Linked DNA regions of Mus musculus: all the other regions are linked to region 1. A link is a contact called in public HiChIP or PLAC-seq and Micro-C data. All regions are on one chromosome and are shown on one strand. The core of a region is the stretch at or near the end of the contact, and the rest is flanking DNA. Distances in the headings are between cores, read along the strand shown.

Region 1 (3,135 bases), core at 394-2,893:
ATATTTCAAAACAGCATCAGTCAAACCCTGTCTTCCACCAGGAGCAACGTTCTGGGGGCAGCTAGGTGGCCCTGATGGAAGGTCCAGCAAGTCCTGAGATACAGCAGGGTATCAACATGGGCGGAGCAGGGATTCCTAGAAAGCTACTCAATGACAGCAACCCACCCAGAGCCCCATCGGAGGCAGAAGCAGGGATGCTGCGGACCCTGTTGCCTAGCATCCCTCTATTGTTTGTCTCCACCGCTGCCAGCCACAGCACAGAAGGACCTGAGGTTCCATCCGCCTCTTGAGTCTCACTGATAATTTAAGATACAGGCAAGATTGGTTGGTACTCAATCCACTCCACCACGGACCAGCTGGGCAACTCTAAGCAATCTATTGAACCTCTCTGAGTGTCCACCTATCGCTCAATAACGGTACCTTGCATGGCTGCTGTATAAACTATGTTAATCCATAACCATCTCATAACCATGGGGGGGGGGGCTCTTTCTCTGTCTCCAAGGATTGCCGGTGGCCTTCAGGCCCCCAAGAGTGTCGGATCTCCACCTACTCTCTCCTTTTTGTTCCAGTAACACACTTCACCCCTGGTTCAGGGTCCTGCCCTTCCTCCTCCCCACCCCCCACCCCCCAATAACAGAACGCGCTCTCAGAGCAGTCAGCCTGGGGATCTTCCAGTTCCCTCAGCTCCATTCCGTCTGGAGGTGGGAGCCCCCTGTCGGAGGAGAGCCACCCTGCCTGGAGCAACCCTGTGTCTCCATCGCCCAGGCTAGCAAGCGCCTCAAAGGTGGCTTCTGTAAAGATCAGTTGTGCTCTGATTCAAGACTCTAACTTTCAGAGCAACACGGCGTAAATTGCAGAATTTGGTATCCCCTAACGCTCTCTGGGAAAAGGCAGCCCTCAAGGATCTTCTCTGCCATCAGAACACACCCTGGCCACAGTATCAAGTCTTCTGGCTCGGCCAGGAAACGACGATAAAGCCGGCTAGGAAAGGAGGGAGCGCTGGCTCAGACGCTTCTCATACCCAGACACCTGGTTTGGGTTCCACCTAGCTAAGAAGCTTGGATTCATCCAATTCAGTCTCAAGGCTGTTCTCTAAGAGACAACTTTCCCTCCCCAAGCCTCAGTTTCCTCCTCTGTAAAGTGGGTATACTAGTAGTACCTGGGTCCCGGAGATTCAGAAGGATTTGAGATAGTGGATGTCCGGAGCTTGGCACGGAGATCGCACCTCAACCCAGAGTCTGCGTCCACGGTTAGCATCAAAGCCAAACCCTGAGGAATCTCGGGGAGCCGTTGAGGAGGCCCCCTGGCCCAGAAATCGGAGGCGGACTCTAACCGGTGAGCCCGGCCCCAGCTCCGGGAAGCCACAGGTGTTTGTGCTTACGGGCATAGCAGCCACAGCTCCGATACCCTGCCCAGGCCGCTAGAGCATCCGGCGCGCCCACCTCGTGCGGCCACCTGCGGGATGTCCCCACCGCCCTGCGGGGGCGCGGAACTCAGAGCTGGGCGTGCGCGCATCCTTGCCCTCCTCCCGCCGCCCGCCACCGGGTTCCCGCCCCTGCCCGCGCTGCGCTCCGACTCACCCGCGCCAGCTCCGGGGAAAGTTTGGCGGCGGCGGCCAGACTGCTCGGTGCGGTGGCGGAGGCGGCCGCGGGGGTGGCGGGAGCACGCGGAGGCGGCCTCGGGGGAGGAGCCGCTGAGAGGCCCGCCCACCAGCAGCCCCAGGGCACCCTCCCCCGCCCATCTTCTACCGCCGCGCCCCGCATCTGTGGCGGAGCCCTGAGCTTGGCAAGAAGCCAAGGATGGATCGGAAGCCTGGCGACAGCCCTCCGACACTGCCACCGCATGCTAACCCGGGGACACGCAGAGCCACAGACCAGACCTCAGATAAGGAGGAGCTGACAGGATTCTTCGCAAATTCAACCGCAGGTGGACCAAGGGACTAGTTGGGTTTTTGTTTTGTTTTGTTTTGTTTTGTTTGGGTTTTGTTTTGGTTTTTTGTTTTTTAAATTAGTGACACTGATTGATCCGGATCACCAAGACTCGGGAGGTTTAGAACCGCACAACCACTGTTTCTCTAGATCCTGAAGAATGAATGCGCTCTCGCCCTCTCCCTCCCTCTTTCCCTCCTTCCCTCCTGTCCTCATCCTGCAAGTGCTATGCTGAAACTCAGGGCCTTGCGCTGAGCTATCCCGACCTTGTTCAACTCTCACTGTACCATTACACTTAGGAACCTGTGCCGGCTAAGAGGAGAAGGCGAGAGTGTGTTTTTGTGTGTGTGTGTGTGTGTGTGTGTGTGTGTGTGTGTGTGTTGGGGAAACTTAAGGAACTGTTTTTTTGTTTTTTGGGTTTTGTTTTTCTGAGCTAGGAGAGGGCGTTTCTCCTTCTTTGCTAGGGAAAACCCTTTTAACATTCAATTGTGGCTTCAGATGGCAACAGTCAGGGAAGGGAGAACAACTGAGGAAGGGAAGTGGCTCCTCTTTGCTATGACACCGTGCCCCCTAGAAGGGGCTCATCCTCCCGCAGTGGTATGTAGTTGTGGGAATGCAGGCCCAGCCCTGTGTGGCTCAGTTCCAGACTTGTATGGATGTCTTAGTCCCCTCCTCGTAGCCCTGATTTAAATCTCAAACTACACCAGAAAAAAGAAGCAGTCATCAGCCCTATTTATAGATGATGGGCAGGTTTTGTAGCTTCTACCATGTCCTCACCGAGAACTGCACTTCTAGCCTACCCAGCCCAAGTCCAAAGGCCAAAGTTTTTAACACAGAGGGGCGGAGGACAAGTTAATGATGTCTTTTACACAAAGGGCTTACTTGGTAAGCACCTCGATATAGCCCTTGACCTTGAGCCTGTCTGTGCCTGCCTGGAAGGTGGGACTCCAGACTCATTTGAAATGCCCTTAGGAACCCAGGCAACAGGTGGCTGAATTCAGGTCAGCTGGCAGACCTGGGTGCCAACCCTGCCAGACCCTGACCCTCTTTGACCTGTACCTCCAGAGACCAAGGAGCCCAGGAATCCACAGCACGTTCTACTTCCAGTTGCTACTCTAGGGCCTCCATATTTACACTTTGTGGGACTAATGCACTGTTTGGAACTGAAGGAGTGACCAGGATCGCACCTGTTATAAACTGTAAGGCA
Region 2 (3,135 bases), core at 441-2,940, 740 kb before region 1:
CTCAACTAAACCTAACACCTTCCCCAATCATCCCCATTCCCTATAGCTCTTTTTAAAAGAAGAAAAAGAAAAGAAAGAAAGAAAAGAAAAGCATTCTTGAAGTTTCCCCTTTACTGCATTAAGGCCAATCATTTTATTTGTGCCCTTTAACAATATGTAATGTTTTTACTTAGGTCTTCATCATCCAGCTGAAAAAGCCACCATCGTTTACACACAAACACAGGAGCACGCATGCTCGCATGCACGCACGCACGCGCACACACACACACACACACACACACACACACACACGCACACACACACACGGAGGGAGGGAAGGAGGGAGGGAGGGAGGGAGGGAGGGAGGGAGAGAAGGGAAGAGAGAGAACAAAATTTTTAAAACATATATCCCCTCCCTGTTGCATATATATAATAATCTCATTATTTTTAAACAGATGTCAATCACACTCTGAGACACCTGTGATCTAACCCACCTTGATATCAATACAGGTACAGGTTTAAAACAAAACAAACAAACAATAACAACAACAAAAACACCTATCCAACTTAAATACTAATATCCACTCCCAACTCATTCCAAACCTTGCAGACTAGAATCTTTTTTGGTGTCCTTTATTTTGATGGCCATCTGGGTCCATTTTCACCTTAGCTTGTATGCGTCTAAACTGTTAAGCCTGCCCCCCCCCCACCATAAGTATTTGTGTTTTGTTTTTGTTTTTTATTAGTTCTTTGAGGATGTTGTACAACCTGTTTTGATCATCTTCACCCTCCCTCCCCCAGCTCTTTCCAGATCCATCCCTCCTTCTCTTCCTTCCCAACTTTGTGGTGTCCCCACCACCACTGTCACAGCCAATATGTGCTGCCCAAATATTCTTGGCTGTGTGGCCTTCCTTTAGAGCGTGGTCGACTTATCACTATTTTTAAGCTCCATTGGTGCTTAATGAAGTAGCTTGCTCTGCCACCGGCCTGGAGGCCACCGAGTCCTTTACCTTAGGACCCATGTCTCTGGGAGGTCAACGCCTGCCCTCGCCCCTCCCACACACAGACACCTGCTCGTCCCCGGTGCTCTCCCGGGTGACCTCGAGGGTCCATCTTCACACCCTGCCCCCGGCGGACCCCGCAGGGGCCTACCAGTCGGTGTGCGGCTCGTCGACCACCAGCAGCACCTTGGCCTTCCTGGAAGCGGCCGAAGGTGCGGGCGCGTCCACCAGGCCGGCGGAGGCGGCCGTCTGCTTCACCGCTTGCGACAGCGAGCTGAAGAAGCTGCTGCCCACCGACGGCGTCGGCGCGGGCTGCGGCGCCGGCTGCGGCGCGGGTGCCTGGGCGGGTGGCGGCCTGCGCTCGGGACCGGGCGAGGCAGCTGAGGTGGCCGCCGACGCCGTAGCGGCACCGGGGCCAGGGGCAGGAGGGGGCTGCTGCGGCTCCGGGCGCTGAAGGTCAGTCATGTAGCCATTGGGCAGGTTGGCGATGAAGCTGCTGTCCGACAGCCGGCGCCTCAGGAAGTTCATCATCTGGCTTGAGGGGCTGAGGGCGCTCGAGGCGGCGGGCCAAGCGGCGCGGGGAGGACGGCGCGGGGACACCGAAGGTGGTCCGCGTCTCCGGGAGCCCAGCAGACAGCCGCGGCGCTCTGGGTCTGGGGAGCGAGCCTGTTAGCGAGGGAGCAGTGGGCGGTGCCGAGGGCGTGACTACTTCTGTCTCCGCCCCTCTCCGCAGAGCCTGCTCCGCCCCCGCCTACTCGCGCGTCCCCCGCCTTTTCAGGCTCTGGCGCAAAGAGAAGGGAGAGTGTCCCCTCCCGCCACCTGAGCGTGACTGTGTGGGAACCAGGAGCTCTCGCAGTGTGGAGGGAAGGAAAGCCGAGAGTCTCCCACCATCATCACCTTCGTGGTTTCAAGAGGAGAGTCGTGTCCCAGTTCCAGACGAAGACACCATCCTAATACCATCTAGTTAGAAGAGAGGTGTCAGCTTCCCTACCCTGAGGTGAGAGAAAAGAGCTACACCTGCCCCTCCACCCGCTCTGGCGTGTGTGTGCGCGCGCACACACACCCAGGACCACCATTCAGTGAGCAAAGCGAAGCATTTCCTTTCCTGAAGCTCAGGAAAATGATGCCAAAGTCCCCAACTTTCAGATGAGAAGGAATGGACTAATCTGTTGCTGCTAATGCGCACCTTGTATGCTGAGACCTGAATGAATGAATGGATGGATGGATGGATGAATGAATGAATGAATGAATGAATGAATAAAAGCTGCCTACCCGTGCTGAATGGGAAAAACCTCTCCCTGACCCAAAAGGTGGGAGTCCAGACCACAATGAAGTAGAGGGCTACCTCACCCTCCTTGAGGAAGAAGGAACCTAAGCAGACCCTCTCCACACTGCCCTGGAGGACATTAGGAGGCAATTTCTGTGCCCCACTTAATAGTGCACAATTCTCTCCCTGACCAGAGAGAGAGAGAGCACGCGCGCGCGCAAGAGAGCCCGAGAAGACTGAAAATGTCTTTTCAGGATCCCTCAGACAGATAGCCAAGGCTACCCCCTCAATTTGCTTCCCTGACATACATTGTTCCCCAGTGTTGTAGGGCGACCTAGTCCCCTAACTGACCATCTCCATGAAGGTTTATCTGACTACCAACTTCTCTGTGCACTCTCTAAATTTTGTGTGCTCTTTGAACCTTTGTTTTGATCTGTCTTCAGGTATATTAGTCCCCTACATTTGTATCTGGACAAAATGTAGCAGATGTACTTGACAGGCAGACCACCTGGAGTGATGCACGACTTTGGGCAAATTACTCCCTTGAACCTTTTTCTTCCACAGCTAATAAAAACAGATAGCACTTTTCAAAGCTGCTGGAGTAAATGAGAACATGTAGGTAAAGCGTCTGGTACGCAGTAGATAAGCCAGTAGTGGGGCCTAAGTCCTTATTCTTATTTCTCAGTAGTATTAGCTAGTCTGAATGGAATCAGTGAGGGTCTTGACACTAATGTTAGCAGGGTGTTCCTGTTTTGTATATCCCAGTTGGTTCTCAGGTCTAAGCCAATAGCATCAGAGAGGCCTGCAGCCAATTGTGAAAATAACCAATAAAATTAGAAAGCAACCCTTGTCTCAGGTAAACTCACAACTAAGAGCTAAGGACTCATA
Region 3 (3,135 bases), core at 166-2,665, 590 kb before region 1:
ACACATCAGTGGGTTTCGTGTTTCTGCTTAATTAAATATGTATGCTGTTGTAAATTGAGAAAAATTACAGCCATAAGCACACCAGCTCTGGAGAAAACAAGCTAGTGAGCTGGCCAGGACCGTGTCTGTGAGTCTATAAACCAGTGGTTTGGGCCATCAAATCTGCACTAGCCGTTTGCTTTTCTATGTGGGTTTTGTTGTTGTTTAGGTATTTTGTTTATTTTTATGTGAGTATGTGTGTAGCATATATACATGCGTGTGAGCCCTGGGTGCGGAGGCCAGAGGAAGGTAGAGGTCCTGCTCCTTTGCTGTCCACCATATTCCTTCAAGCCAGGGTCTCTCACTGAACCTAGAGCTAGGCTGGCAGCCAGCAAGTCTCAGTGGCTCTCCCATCTCTGTCCTCTGCAGCCCTGGGTTACACGCCCATGCAGAGACATGTCCACCTTTTACACGGGTGCTGGCTATTCACCCAGGCTCTCTCTCAGGCTTGCAAGGCAGGCCCTCTTCACTGCTAAGCCAGCTCACCTCCCCAGCCTTCTGTTTGTCCTGGTATCTGTTAATTTTTTTTAAAGCAAATTATATTTCGGAAACTTCGGAGTCACTAAGCCTTAGCTTTGTGACACTGAGTGAGGCTGTTAGTCCTAGGAAGCCACATTCTCCTCTGGGAGATCTTCTGCACTTGGCAGAACTCTCAAGATTAGCTTCGTGCATGTGAAACCCATAGCAAGGTCCTTGGCCTTGGCCTGGGGTGCTCTTAGTAGTATTAACATCAGAACACTCTGTTTAGCTCATGAAACACCAGGAGGGCTAGGCTGGGCTGGAAAATGTGGGGGTATCCTGCCTAGAATTCCCCCATTAGCAGAAGAGGCAGCTGAAGTCATGCAGAGAGGGGGACCCAGGGTCATATGGAGACACAAAGGTCCCACAGAATCCCAGCCCTGGTGGCTCTCCACTGGCTCTGCTGTTTTCTTCTGCAAACCCTGGCCTCTCTAAAATGCCCACATGCCTCCCCGGAGGCCATAGGCTAGTGCCTGTGCTCTCTTCTCTTTTGGTAGTCAGCCAAGAGGAACAAACTTGCAGTGACTCACCAGGTGAGCCAGTCCCCAGCGACTCTTCCTGTTATACAAAACACTCCTCTCTGACTGTGCCCACAGTTTGTATTCCCTGTTATTTCTATTCGTCCCTTCTGTTTGGAGAATCCATAAAGTGTGTATGTGTGTGTTGTGGGGGATGTGGAAGGGGGGTACCTACCCTAACACAAGACTACAGCCTGACATGCTAACCTTGTGGCCACCTGGAAGAGAAAAAGACTGGGTAGGCAGGTTGGCATGAGTTCAAGGTAGGGGCTGATGGCCGCCTCAGGGCATCGTGGAGCAGGTTTGGGCGGTAGTAGGGAGGGAGGGAGGGACTTGTCAGCTCTTGTCTGTGTGCTCAGCCTGCTCTCTGGGGAGAAAGAGACACCTGGCATATGCCAAAGGCTGGAGCACACAAAGGAACCCAGGAGGACCTTGGGGGTAGCATTGTTTCTCCAATTTGAGGCTCTCTTTTATTGTTTACAACACGCCATGTGCTTTTAAACTCCTGGTTGGCTGCCCCCACCACCTCCCCCATAAGCTCCTCAAATATACTGCCCCCCCCCCCCAGCACACTATCGGTTTGCACACCGCCTTCCTGCTTTGTGGCTCTGCTGGTTAGGAGTGGCTGCCTGCCCAATGGCTCTCCTGAAATCCCCATTAGGTCATCAACAGCCAATCAGAGCTTCTGATCAACTTGGCCTAACCTGTGTTTCTACCTGGGTTGACATAATCCTAAAAGCAAAGAAACTTGACAGCTTTCCTCAGCTAGCAGAGTCTTTTTACTGGCTTTTGAGAGCTTTCAAGTGCTTGCAGGGGTGTGGGGTGCGGGGGGGGGGGGGCTCCTTACTGCCTCAGGGAAATCTCTGTTGAGAGCCAATATGGAGCCCAAATCCATTCTTAGGCTCAGCTTGTGGATGGGGCTTCCCAGGAGTTAAGAGCAGATCACAGGCCCATTCAGCCGCCCTCCAGTGGCCTCTGCAGAGTCATATTATCCAGTTCAGGGCTAGCCATATGGCTCAGACGACAACATGAACTCAGACTTCAGTGCTGTATCAATCAGATACCATGGTACATACTACAACTCCAGCACCTAGAACATGGAGACAGCAACATGAGAAGCTCCGGGTCATGTTCTGTCTTCTACTGTCAAGCTTACAAGCATCCTTTGAGACCAGACCCAAGCCCAGTCCAAGCTGGGAGTACAATGGTGCACACCTTGGTCCCTGCACTTGAGAGGCAAAGGCAGACAGATCTATGGGAGTTTGAAGCTAGCCTGGTCTACATAGCAAGACCCAGGAGAGCCAGGGCTATGTAGAGAGACTCAGTCTTTAAAAGAAAAAAAAAAAAGAGTTAAGGGTCACCATCACAGTGAGTGATGGGACATGAAGGCCATTGTCTCCGCCATTTCCATCAGTCCTGGGGTTCACTGTGCTGAGGTCAGGGATCTTGTTTCCCTGACTTTCTATCCCCGCCAGGAACTAACTGTGGACAACAGCCAAGCTAGGTTCAGACTTTCATTAAAGTGTCAGGAACCTGGCTGTAGCATTTCGTCTGACTTGATTCTCCTTCCACTCTATGTCTTCTGCTAGCCAAAGCATCAACGGTGCTCAGAAGCCAGCTGAATGGCTGTGCAACTTGAGACATATGCGCCATTTTCCCTCTAACATCAAGATGCAAAAAGTCCTTTCATCCTCAGGTACATTCGAGACCTACCACGGAAGGAGTGCCAGCGGCCAAGGACACATGAGGATGCTCATTAGGGCAGTGCAAAGCCAAGCCACTGGGGCATAATCGGTTCACGAGTACCAGTATGGCTCTCGAAGTTAAAGGCAGAGTCCTGGTACAGTGCTGGCGGGGCTGTATCACACAGTAAAGCTGCTGTAGGTGACTGTTGGGTGGCTTCACACGGCTACCAGGACTCCAGTAATCAATCCTGCTGCATCGGCCTTGAGAAGTCAGGACTACAGGCAGGCACCACTGTCTCTCTCTAGTTTGTATACATACACACATACATACATGCATACATGCAGGCATACATAGATAAATGCATACATAGGTG

What was found. A called contact is a pair of places that touch in the nucleus more often than the background predicts. HiChIP or PLAC-seq counts read pairs in DNA pulled down with a chosen protein or histone mark.
Region 2: a Micro-C map of embryonic stem cells shows a contact between it and region 1, with 5 times the contacts expected there. The contact joins the promoter of Syn2 here to the promoter of Hrh1 in region 1. A contact is called at or near these places in 4 of 39 promoter capture datasets (liver, pre-B cells and stem cell-derived epiblast-like cells) and 1 of 484 Hi-C or Micro-C datasets (embryonic stem cells).
Region 3: a FOXA1 HiChIP or PLAC-seq map of pancreatic cancer cells shows a contact between it and region 1. The contact joins the enhancer-like site here to the promoter of Hrh1 in region 1. A contact is called at or near these places in 5 of 39 promoter capture datasets (cranial neural crest, frontonasal cranial neural crest, hippocampal neurons and 2 more), 3 of 484 Hi-C or Micro-C datasets (cortical neurons and embryonic stem cells) and 1 of 115 datasets of contacts at active chromatin or transcription factors (pancreatic cancer cells).

The regions. Positions count from the first base shown.
Region 1 is chr6:114,396,444-114,399,578 of GRCm38.p6, reverse strand. Hrh1 (histamine receptor H1) reads right to left here and starts at 1,643. Exons shown (of 2, transcript NM_001317125.1): 1 at 1,581-1,643. Gm38875 (a long non-coding RNA gene) reads left to right here and starts at 1,828. Exons shown (of 3, transcript XR_869365.2): 1 at 1,828-1,926.
Region 2 is chr6:115,133,457-115,136,591 of GRCm38.p6, reverse strand. It overlaps Syn2 (synapsin II), which reads right to left and starts at 1,690. Exons shown (of 13, transcript NM_001111015.1): 1 at 1,132-1,690. The coding sequence starts at 1,511. Gm17733 (predicted gene, 17733) reads left to right here and starts at 1,757. Exons shown (of 2, transcript NR_132436.1): 1 at 1,757-1,977.
Region 3 is chr6:114,986,736-114,989,870 of GRCm38.p6, reverse strand. No RefSeq gene overlaps it. Among named protein-coding and RNA genes, the nearest start is that of Gm38876, 43 kb to the right of the region's middle. Within about 2 kb of position 1,415, at least 112 of the 459 cell types and tissues checked have an H3K27ac peak or open chromatin away from gene starts, as enhancers often do. A contact at or near this core is called in pancreatic cancer cells, where this site is marked.